Regions from separate parts of the Gasterosteus aculeatus genome. Here region 1 is linked to region 2. A link is a contact called in public Hi-C data. All regions are on one chromosome and are shown on one strand. The core of a region is the stretch at or near the end of the contact, and the rest is flanking DNA. Distances in the headings are between cores, read along the strand shown. Region 1 holds the start of hs2st1a (heparan sulfate 2-O-sulfotransferase 1a). Region 2 overlaps gtf2b (general transcription factor IIB).

Region 1 (6,492 bases), core at 2,932-5,431, 45 kb after region 2:
TATCCCGGTGTGACCATTAGCGCCGAGCCTCCCGCAACACATCCAACCCCCGCTGTGAGACGCCCTCCATCAGCTGCAGACGCCACGTTCCGCCGAGCGGCTGAGGGCGACCGTGGCAGCGGAGGTCAACCTGCAGAGCAAATGACTCACGGCCTCTTTATACCTCTCAGCGAAGCTAAAAAAACCAGAGGGGTCTGTGGGGTGTCAGGGAGAGTTCAAAGGGAATCGGAGGGCCGTGTCATCATCATCACACACAACAGGGAGAGGGTGTGGAGGGTGTGGAGGTCTGCACCTGGAGCCGTCTAGTCGAGTGCTACCGGCGTGACACCCATCAGATCAGGAGGAACAAACCATTTGGTGTTGCGGCGGACATTCGGATCATCTCTGCCAAAACACGACCGCAGCTCGCCGTCTCAAAAGGTCGTCCAGTCTGATCCGGCTGGCGGTTGTGGAGCCCCGACGCGGCGATCAAAGTCAAATTCAAACCCCGGGAGCGACGGGACGAATGCATCAAAGTCTCGCGTCACTCGGACAACAAAAAGGCGCGCGTCACTCCTTCTTCTGCTTGTGTCTGGAACCAAATATCAACACGTAACAGATGAAAATTGAGTTTGTTTGAAATCAGGCTGAGTAGCGGCGAGCAGATGAAAAGGGCGATGATGCTGAGGGGAGTGTGTGTGTGTGTGTGTGTGTGTGGGGAGGGGGGTTATCTCTGTCGGCTGGGTGAAACGCGGGGCTTCAAGCGCCCCGCGGGGCCCAGAGGAGAAGAGGCTGTTTGCTACAGTTACAAAAAGGCTGCGAGGTTTCGCTTCAAACAAACCAGCAATTAACAGAACCTGTAGCGACAGCTTGCAGGTTATCAAATTACTTTATAGTATCACAAAGAAGGGCGGAAAAGCAGGCATTCCTTCAATAGAACATTTGGGGTTTTGTTCTCGTTTAGGAATAATCTCCCTGAGGAAATAAGGTCAGCGTGGCTCGTTGTATCAATAAAAACAGGCGGCAGGGACTGATGTTTCAGAAATAATAGTAATGAATGAATAATGATGAACACGTTTTCAGCCAGATAACACAGCAATCATAAAAACAGGTTTCAAACCCACCACTCAAAGTGTGCCTTGGTGCCAAAATATTACCCACAATGCATCACTTTTGTGGTATCATTCAGGTCAGATATACTCAGCCTTCTGTATTGTGAAGGGATGTGACCTCAAGTCTAGTAGCATCGTGTCCGCTTTGCACTTCATTCATTTAGCAATTCATTCATTTAGCACTCAGTGCTAAATGAATCTGCACACTCGGAAGATTGAAAGAATAAAAAAAAGTCCACATGATCAACTTATTGGAACTTATTTACAGTTATTTTAGGAACATGAAAATTCCTCCGGCTCGGGCCTACTGGGTGCTGCTTCAAAGAGACAATATTCCTCAAATGGTTAATAAGATCTAATCCCGGTTGGAATCAAATTTCAGCATCATTCTTCGGTCTTAGACTTAATGTTCCATAATGGCAGCAATTTTTCAAGGTGAGCTTCCCAAATTGCGTAAACAGAGAGGGAGTCAATGGCAAACCTGACAGGGAAAGTGGCTCTGAATCCGTTGCTCTTAATATAAAGAAACTCTATTATTCCATCCATCCCTGCAGTCATGCTGCGTTACTGTTGACCCGGCCGGCAGCAGCCGGAGAGAAATGGCGTCAGAATAATGGATTCGGCCCACGGCGGGACACACCGCTGCATCGCGGCGTGCTTGAAATGCAGGAGATTTCTCTGGGAAACGGGGGAGGCGACGATTACTTTGGAAGCAAATCCCAGCTTGTCCGCCCTGCAGGCCGGGGGCGGGAGGGAGGTAGGGGGGGGGCTAATAGGGGGAAATGATTCAACCCGCATGTGAGGCGATGGGATCCGCCGCCGGTCAATTCCGATCAGGGTGGAGTTTTAACCACCAACACGGGCGAACCGTGGAGGTGACGCTTGGAGCTTCTCCGGCTTTGAAGCACGCGAGAATCGTTCATGGAGGTTCGATTTGGCACCGCTGGACTGGCAGCGGGGCGCACCTGGTACGGCTCTCGGGACGGCAACGTGAATGTTAGAGCCTCAGTCACAACTATTTGGCCACGCAGCACGTAATTCAGAGCTGCAGCACTCAGGCATCTGCTCGACCCAGTCATCCATCAGAAGGCTTTTTGCCAAGTCAGCAGATTCTCGTGGTGGCGGGCAGTCGGAGGGGAAAAGGCCTCTCAGGTTGTGTTTCAGCATCAGGGGTGTGTGTGTGTCTCTGTGCTTTCACTCTGTGTAAAGTATAGCACTTTACGGCAGCAATAATCCATGCCACAGGCCAATAGAGCCATCTAACCCCCACCAGGACACCAGAGTGCTCCAACATGTGAAAAACTCAACTGGGAGGCTTTATTCAATCATGAAGACGCAAGACTTCTTTATTCACCATCTCGCCTGGATACCGGTTCGACTACTCGCCGACTTAAAAGGCTCAGGAAAAACTAACATGGAATAAATCATTGACTTAAACCCAGAATCTTTTTGTTTTATACAGTCATATACATTTAAAAGATTCACTTTTTTATGATCATATGATCATAAAAAATAACTATAAAAAGGAGATATTTGAAGACGTCAGGAACGGCTTCAGGACAACTTTGACTCCACATACGTATTAACGTTTGTGCACAGCAAAGATTCCAAAAACAACTTGATGATTTGACAGGTGCCTGTTGTAATGATCACACAACGCCTGTACATCACGGCCGTTTTCCACCCTCTATGGTCTATAGTCAACAAATCATGGCAATTTTTTATGTCATTGATTACACCTGCACTTTTCCTGCTGCTATTGAGGTGACAAAATGTCTGCAGAGAAGCTGGTCAGTTGGCGGCGCCCTCCCCCCGTCGGTGCCGGGCTCCCACTCACACCAAATGTTACAAGAGGTGGTGTCTGAACCCCCCCCGGGGTACACCGGCCTCCCCCTCAGACCGTCTGCTGCTCTCTGCAAAACAAAATCCCTCCAGGGATAATCCTGCAATGTCCCAGATCTTCATTGGGAGTGAGCCCCTGAACTTGGGAAGTCACAATGAGATTTGAACACGGCGTCGGCTACGTTTCAATCACGGGAGAGAGTTTAGTAAAGCGGGAGGATTTGCAGCAGGGTGGCGTCCTCATGAATAAAGAATATCACTAAGAACACACTTGGAGGCAAATAGAGGTTTCCTGCAATACACTGTGCATCACACCTTTCCAGAAACACCGGCTACAATAAAGCGTCTTTTTGAGCCGCTTGTTGAACCAGAACATCTCCGTGGGCTTTAGAAAACTGAGCCGGGCCATTTTTCCGAAACAAGCCTGTCACCGGGCAACAGGCTGAAGAAAGCATCTCCTCCTCCATCTCCTCCATCTCGCGTTGCATTGCACAAACGGGAGAGTCTGTAGGGCATTAAAATACAAATACCCCGGAATGACCATGCAAAGTTCAGTCTGGACGGCTCCCAGATCATTAAACATGACTGTGTGCCATTGTCTGATTAGTGGAGGGTCTCTGCACACCGACCCAGATGCACAGCCACGGTGATGCACGTATCTACACGGCGAGGTCAGCATCGGCCCGCAGACCCCTTTAAACTTACCGAGCTTCCCCCTGGACTCCTCCAGCTTCTGGATCTGGTTCTCCAGGAAGAACATGGCCACGGCGAACGCCAGCAGCGCCAAAAGCTGCAACTTGGGCGGCATCATGACTCTGAGCAGCCCCATCAAATCATCCAGAGGGTTATTTGTGGTCAGTCCATGCTCAGAGACAGGAGACGCTGAGAAAACACACACACACACACACACACACACACACACACAGAGAGAGAGAGAGAGAGCGACGACGCTGGTTACAAAGCGGCTGAGTGTGCGAGCATGGCCCTCGGTGTGCGTGTGTTTTTATCTAACAGTCTTAAAATCGTCCGGTTACCTCAAAGGCGATGTGTTCACGCGGGGCTTGGTTATTTCATCAAGTCAGTGCCCGACAGAGGGGCGCCGCGAGCGGATGAGAGGAGAGAATCGGTCCCCGCGGTTGGTCGGAGCGGTGGTACCAAGCCGCTGTCGCCTGCGTCCCCCATGTAGCGCTGCTCTGTCCCATCCAGTTTGTGTCCACCACCGCACCACGGACACACTATTACTACCGCCGAGCCCATTGGACGCGTCAGCAGTCCAGCGCGCGGCGGAGGATTTCTATTGGTTGACTAAATCTGTCTGTTCACACCGGATTGGACCGTTTTCAGAAGCAATGACCCCGACCTCCGCCAGCAGGTGTCGTAGTTTTTTTCTTTTCACCCCGATAAAAACAGAGAAGAAAAAGACAGTGATAGTCGACCGTAGAACAGGCCTCACCTAAAAAAACGCACACAATTAAATTAGATTAATTTGAATTACTCAAATACCCATCGACATATTGGTGTAACTGATAGGAATAGCATTTTGTTAGCAACAGTTGAACATGTGGGAAACATAAATAATTAGTTATTATGTTCTATGATCAGGCGCAACGTGGCCGCCCTCCGATTAATAAATGGGTCCTCCGAGTAGTTTATGCTAACAAAGCAGCATCCAAAATGTCGGGGGAGGTGTATCTTCTATGGCTTCTCTCGCTTTTACAAACGGTGAGTTAATTTACACAGACAGGTGGTTTCCGTGCGATGTTTTGTACGTTGGCACAGCTGTTGTTAGTCGACTATTGTTATGTGTAGTTTTTTTTGCCTCATCCTGCTGAGCCCGGATCTTCAAAATGACGTGGCTTATCCCGAAAACCCCAAAGCCCAGGTTTTCATGTGGAGCCTCCTCAGAACTTATTCGACAACTAAAATTATATAGTGATAAACCGCTTGGTTTGTCAAAACCGGTGTTAAAAAAAAAAAAGAAGAGACAAAGCTACACCAGGACTTCCGGGTTTGTAACGTTACATTAGTTGTCCTCATCAAGAAGCCGCTCTCTGCTGAGTAAATCAGTCCTCTCCTCTAAAGTCATGGGTGGACAATGTGGACAATGGGGCGATATAACATGAGAGGACACTGGTTTTCTGATTACTCGAAGCAAATCCTGATTTTATTAAACATGCCGGTTAGTCGTAGCTATCCTAACTGACGAAACAAAATTAGCCATCATCATCGTCATCATCATCATTATTTGAGTCATTTTGTTATTATGTCACCAGTACAACAGTGTCACTAAAGTGTTCTTTAGCATCAAAGAGGATAAATCTAATGCTCACATTGCCAAAAGTTTACTGAGTCTAATATCTGTAATTGAGAAATGAAATTACAATTAAGTCCTCTTCGCATAAAAATGCCATGTCTGTTGATTGTTTTATTTCTATATCAAAAATCAAATTAATAGATTATATTTTAGTTGTAGCACCACCATCCTATAGGCTAATACGGCTTATATATATATATATATATATATATAATATATTTTTTTTTTCAACAATACACTGTCAGAAATCTGTACTTGAAGTAATATTGTTATACTTATTTACATGGCCTTTCATGTATCCTGTGTGTGTTCTCTCGTCTCTTCCTTCCTCCCCCCAGCTGTCGGCGTACGGTGCCGATCTGTCGTCGGAGGCGTGCAGGGAACTGGGCTTCTCCAGCAACCTGCTGTGCAGCTCCTGCGACCTGCTCGGGGAGTTCAGCCTCACCAAGCTGCAGCCCGACTGCCGGCAGTGCTGCCAGCAGGAGGCCCAGATGGAAGTGCGCAAGGTAAAGGGAACAGGTCTCCAGAGGGACAGACAGACTTAAAGTAATTGCATGCCTAGAATCAGTCTCAGTGAGTACGTGGACTTATAATAAGGAGATTTATCATCCTGTGCTGCCTTGACTCTGACTTTTCAGATGTTGACGCACAACAGGTTTATTAATTGTGCTGTGTTGAGCTGATCTGCATTCTTTCTCTAGTTTACTGTGCTTTGCAGACTACAAGCTCTTCAGTAGATGGTAGAAGCCCCCAGAGCACCCCTCCTTCACAATGTTTTGCATTATTGACAGGATCCCAACATCAGGCATTTGAGCTTCTACTTAAAAAACCCTAGTTTGGGCCTGTTACTGACTGTTTATGCGGTTTGCAGCTGTACATCAGATCTGAGATTCCACAGACAAACTCAGGAGCTTTTTTTTTCTTCTTTTTTTTTTTTCTTTTCTCGCAATCCTTTTGATATTTCAGTGACCTTAACCCTAGCGTGACTCCCTGTAACCTGTGAGGGGATTTGACTGCTCTTGTGATGAGTCAAAAGGACTCCTTGCTTGTCTCTGATGGATAAATACTGAGCCAAGTGATGGTGGAAAAACAATGTAACTATTCTCTACTTAAGCAAAGTCCCCAGAGTGTGTTTGGTATCTTAGCAACAGCTCTGCAGCGAAGTGTAGTGCACACCTCATTACACCTCTTGATGATAACTCTATTTCCCGACACCAGGAGGAAAGAATATTTCCTTTTCTCCTC
Region 2 (5,698 bases), core at 611-3,110:
GTATGTTGAGAATTGCCTCAATGAGTTATAAATAATTCACCAGGGACCTTCTTCTCTGATTTGGAAGAATATGCTGGAATATTATCACACAAACATCAGCTGGAGTTTTTAAATGTGAGTTTTATATGCGGAGGATAAAATAAATGCAAAGTTTTTCAATTTTAAACCAAAGGCACAAACCCAAACAAACATGCGTTTATGGTAATTCATTTCCTGTAAGCACGATAAGCCAAAAACAGTAGTCTCACACACACACACACACACACACACACACACACACACACACACACACACACACACACACACAGACTGTGGAAATTCAGTCTTAGGTCAAGTCCTTGGTATGTAGTGGGGAAAATGAGTGTGTGTATCAGTGTGTAAAAAAACACACACTACCCAAGACGTTTGCACAGGCCATTTGCTTGTGCGTGTGGATCCTTTGTTATTACTTGACATACAGTATAGTAATGAAGGATTCTGATGGGATGTAATATGATGGTGCAGTTGGGAACCTGAGGGATTGGGGTGGTTAGTACAGTGGTAGTACTATATGTTTTTTTATGTGTGTTTGAAAGGACACATCGGACACCGGCATACTGGTCTGTACATGCCTTTGTTTGATGTGCCAGGGATATCTCTCATGCTGTGACTTGTTACGGTTTGTGCTAGTTCAGTTTCCACCGCTTTGTGCAGTAAGGCCGCCCAGGAGGGTTTTGTATCATTAGTGGTATCAGAAAACATACATTAAATATACGTGAATGCGTCTCAGGGACACTTCTCACAAAACGACGAGACGACTGAGTTTGAGAATGCAGCATTTGGGGGTGACGGATTGCTAAAATGCTGCTTACTCCTTGGTAGGTTGAGTCTCATTACTACTCAAACAAGAATGATCTCAAAGTAATACATCTCTGTTTGTTTAACCAGAGAGACAGAGAGAGACAGAGAGAGAGAGAGAGCAGTGCCAAATGACCTTTCCATGAAATCTTATCACTGTAATGAGTCAGTTATTTAGCACCACCTGCTGTCGTCCTGATGCACATTTGCTTTTTTGAATGATACTTTTTAGGTAATCCAGTCAACTTCAATTTCTATGGACGTTTAGTAAGAAATAAATGTTAGTTGTGCTATAAATAATGTGTTATTCACCTTTAGATGATACTTCATAGATATATATTTTGTAGACAGATGTAGATTTGTCATTCTTCTCCCACAAAAGCTAAAGAAAAACATGTGACTCTTTGTGTCTTTGTCTGGTTTCCTTCACAGGCGTGGGAAGTATCATTCAGTCACAAACTAGCAGAGTCAGACACAGAAGGCGCTCAGAATGCTGCAAAATGATTCATCTTTTTGTTGTTGGTTAGTCAAACACATTATTATTATATAGGATGTACTCAAAAAAATGTTCTTACGTGTAGTGTTACCAAACGGACATAGAATTTACAAACCGGAATATGAGACATCTCGCTCTCTCTCTCTCTCTCTCTCTCTCTCTCTCTCTGGCTCTCTCTTTCTCTCAACAACAAAACAGTGTTATACAAACGTTATACAAATGTCTCGACTAGTTTGAGCCTTATGCCTCTCCGTACTCCTACGGTCATGTGATCAGATAAAGTTATAAATAGAGGTAGTGCATTCGATTGTTCCTTTGACACAGAGGCGGACTGAGGAGCAACATGGCGTCGACAAGCCGGTGCGTAGCTACTATAACCAAACCTTACACCTATTCCTTCTTCATGTGGGCTCTCAGAATGTAAACTCATTAACGTCATCGAGTTAGACGGGAATAATTGTACGCCTTAAATTCCTTCTGTCCCCGTAAATTGTCAGATTGATTTCGCTGCTTTGCTACGTTAGCCGAATTAGCTGGCTAGGTGTTGCCAGAAGTCACTCTCTGTTGTGCCGTGACATTATCTCACCGTTGTGCTGCTAATAACTTTGTCAACCTCGCTTCGTATCTTAATTTTTTTTTTGTCGCCTCGCACTTTTTCACACTTTAGCTGTCTAACGGTCAACAGGTAACCGTTGATGCTAACGTCTGCAGTTTGAAGCGGGCACAAATGCCCTCGTATCGCAGTAGACGAGCCGTCTATGTAAAACAAACCCCAAAAAAAACAAGGAATGAAGTTTGGATATTATTTATTATGATCAACATGTAGATTCAAAGTAGATAGTGGAGGGAATGTGGAATTATGTTTGTAATGTCCCGGATATCAGGCCCTTAGATTGTTGTGCTTTCCGCACATCACTGTGACTGGCTTTCAGGGGTTAGTTTAGGGGTCACCGTAAACATATTGTATCAATATTGTTCCTTAAATGATCATTCAATAAATCGTCTTAATATTTAATGTATATACATTTTTAATTATTTAATGTCACTTCTAATTTAAAACCCAAATAATCTTAAGCCCAGTATGAATGTGAGGATTTTCTTCTACATAGCAGTAGACTTCACATCTAAGGCAATTTAAAGACATCAATTACATTTCTGAGTTAGATAGTTTTACATTTCATCCACTAAACCATTAAAAATCAGATTTATCAGCAACGAGAACATTTAGTTAAGGTTAAGTGTTCAATGCTATTCAGCTGCCTATGACCCAGCCCATCATGGCTTAATGCTCATCTGATTCTTTTAATCTTTGATAATGTTTTACTTAATATCTGCTCGGCATATTGACTTTGCCCAAACCAGGTTCAGGCCACTGAGCTTTCAGTCTGCCAGGTATTTCTTCTAAGCATTAACATGGAGGAAATTAAAGGGCTCAATGTAACAGTATGTATTTTAATGATACTCCCTGTACTATTTACCAGTTTATTTTTCCAGCTTCCGAAGACGAGACCAGCTTTAAATTGTGTTTTGTATCCTGGCATCAGCATGAACTCTGTCTGTCTGTCTGTCTGTCTGTCTGTCTGTCTGTCTGTCTGTCTGTCTGTCTGTCTGTCTCTTTGATCCACCACGTAGCCCATCTGCCTACATTTTCCTCCCCTGTCCATCTTTTTCTTGCCTTTCGAGCTGTTTGATCACTTAATTGTTCTGCTTTTGTAGCGGAGATGGCCTGTCCCTTCCAAGAGTCCAATGTCCCAACCACCCTGATACTATACTGGTGGAGGACTACAGAGCAGGGGACATGATCTGCCCTGAATGTGGCCTTGTAGTAGGTCAGTATACACAACGATTATCTGCATGTTTACCTTTCTATCATAGAGCTTTCAGTGTTTGAATTAGTGTTTGGTAGTATTATACCTGTTAACATTTGTAATAGGACATTTCTTTTTTATTTACTGCCACACAAGAGCATAGTTGTGAAGAGTACTGGGTTTGTGAAAATGTGGATGTGGAGTATATTGAGAGGGGACCACCACTAACTGCGTATTTTGCTGAAGAGAAGATCTGTCTGATGTTGATGTTATTGAGGCTTTGACGTCTCTGTTGCTGCGACGTCTTCGACCACACCTAAATAGAAGTGCAACAGACATGGTGAAGACCATGGAAAATTCATTATGAAGCTTTTAAAAGAACTGTGTCGTGTTTTAATTGATCTTCTCAGTCAGCAAAGAACATATCAGCACAAAATGCCCAGATATCAAGTATATGAAGAAAATAATCCTTTCAACATGTGATGCTAACTGAAAGTCGAAGCCGTAGAGAACACGCAGTTCTTTAACGAGCCCCCGGAGCAGAGACCAGGTCAGGAGGGAGACTCGAGACGCCAGCCGCTCTGATACGAGCTGAAGGGCCCTCTGTTCCTGCTCCCATAGCTTCAGCTCTCCTCTAAGGAGACGAATGGCACGTGGCGTCGAGATGTTCCAGTCATGTATGTGAAAAAAGAAATAAGCCTAATGGACATAATATGATAACTAGCAATACGTCTTTGTCACACCCAGTGTCCTTTTGAACATCTCCGGTTTGATGCAATTCAATCACATTTGTTAAGTACAGATTTCATAATGTGTTTCTGCCTCACAATGACAACAACGATAAAAAGACAATCTGAAAGCAGGGGATGATGTAACAGTAGTAAAACATGAATAAGGCTGTGGATGAGCTGATGAAACCCACTACGGGAGGATTCAAACAATATTTACAGTATTTGAGTCTCAGAGGACGTGTTCATGAGGCTCCGTCTTCTGCTTAATTAAACCACAGGGATGTGATACACATCGAGGAAGACAGTGACTGCATTTTGTTTGTATGTGCAGATTATTCACTGGACTGAACAAAATGTGTCCGCTTTATTAAACTACCATGGTTTGTTGTAACATTTCACAGAAATCGGACAGATGTAGGTTAGAATTGTAATTCTTTTAATGACAGCTAATTTTGGGCGTTGTCGAGTTCAGACTGTAAACATCTTCAAACAAAAATGTATTACAAATATGAAGTGTCTATTTAAAGCAAAAAAATGTTGCAATCTCCCACGAGGACAATTAACTACATTTTGGTTCCTTGTGTTGGTGCTTGTGCAAAATAAATCATAGTTCCATCAAACGCCTAAAAAGTTATTAATGTTGAATTGTCTATTTATTTTTTAATCCCATTTCTTTTAAATTCTCCTCAGGTGACCGTGTTATCGACGTCGGCTCAGAGTGGAGGACGTTCTCCAATGAGAAAGCACTCAAGGATCCATCCAGAGTGGGAGACGCCCAGAACCCGCTGCTCAATGGGGGCGACCTAACCACCATGATCAGCAAGGTGAGGCGCTCTCTGTTAGAAATGAGCCTCGCGGTGAGTTTTTACCACAGTAAATCTTGTCCCTCCAAATAATAAACACTTACCATTTTTCACCACAGGGAACCGGCGCAGCTAGTTTTGATGAATTCGGTAACTCCAAGTATCAGAACCGGCGGACCATGAGCAGCTCAGACCGGGCCATGCTCAACGCCTTTAAAGAAATCAGCACCATGGCAGATCGCATCAACCTGCCAAGGAACATCATCGTAAGTTTAAAAAAACATGATAAATTGTAATTCATTAAATGTAACTGAAGGAGTCACAGACACACGCGGTTTATCCTCACTCGTACTCGATCGTCATGACTCACCATCGTGTTGTTGTAGATAAACATCTGATTGAAACACTGTTTAAAAAAGAAAGCTCAAACACGCTTTACTATTAAATCCCTAATTTAAAAAACACACAGATGATTTATATGTGGCAGGGTTTCATTCAGACCTTTCATTACGTGGATGCAAATCCACGTAATGCAAATCATTTACCTGTAAATACTGTTTTTCCTCTGCAGGACAGAACAAACAACTTATTCAAACAGGTTTATGAACAGAAGAGCCTGAAGGGCCGAGCCAATGACGCCATAGCCTCGGCCTGTCTCTACATCGCCTGCAGACAAGAAGGTGTACCAAGAACATTTAAAGGTCAGAATAAACTATTTCAGCTTCTTGAGCTATCTGCCATATTATTAGTTACAACCGCTCTTTGCAAATGAACATAACCAATTGGTGTACTTCTCTTTTCCTAATGTATTGTAACACGTAACAAAAGTGTTTTGTTGATTCATTAAGAAAAGGGATTTCTTTGACGTCACTCCATCCAAAAGAACTGTGTCTCTCCCTCCCTCCGCAGAAATCTGTGCCGTGTCTCGGATCTCCAAGAAGGAGATCGGCAGGTGCTTCAAGCTGATCCTGAAAGCGCTGGAGACCAGCGTGGACCTCATCACCACCGGAGACTTCATGTCTC

The links. Hi-C and Micro-C count contacts between places; a contact is called where the count stands out from the background.
Region 1: a Hi-C map of whole body shows a contact between it and region 2, with 3 times the contacts expected there. The contact joins the promoter of hs2st1a here to the enhancer-like site in region 2. A contact is called at or near these places in 3 of 6 Hi-C or Micro-C datasets (skeletal muscle, tail fin and whole body).

Annotation. Positions count from the first base shown.
Region 1 is chr3:10,007,012-10,013,503 of fGasAcu3.hap1.1, forward strand. hs2st1a (heparan sulfate 2-O-sulfotransferase 1a) reads right to left here and starts at 4,182. Exons shown (of 8, transcript XM_040171740.2): 1 at 3,968-4,182; 2 at 3,639-3,815. The coding sequence starts at 3,762. It overlaps selenof (selenoprotein F), which reads left to right and starts at 4,328. Exons shown (of 5, transcript XM_040171755.2): 1 at 4,328-4,655; 2 at 5,586-5,753. The coding sequence starts at 4,521.
Region 2 is chr3:9,964,576-9,970,273 of fGasAcu3.hap1.1, forward strand. It overlaps gtf2b (general transcription factor IIB), which reads left to right. Exons shown (of 7, transcript XM_078099104.1): 2 at 3,050-3,162; 3 at 4,563-4,696; 4 at 4,795-4,941; 5 at 5,247-5,376; 6 at 5,585-5,698. The coding sequence starts at 3,132. Among protein-coding and RNA genes, the nearest start is that of lrrc8da, 5.8 kb to the left of the region's middle. Within about 2 kb of position 1,861, at least 9 of the 9 cell types and tissues checked have open chromatin away from gene starts, as enhancers often do.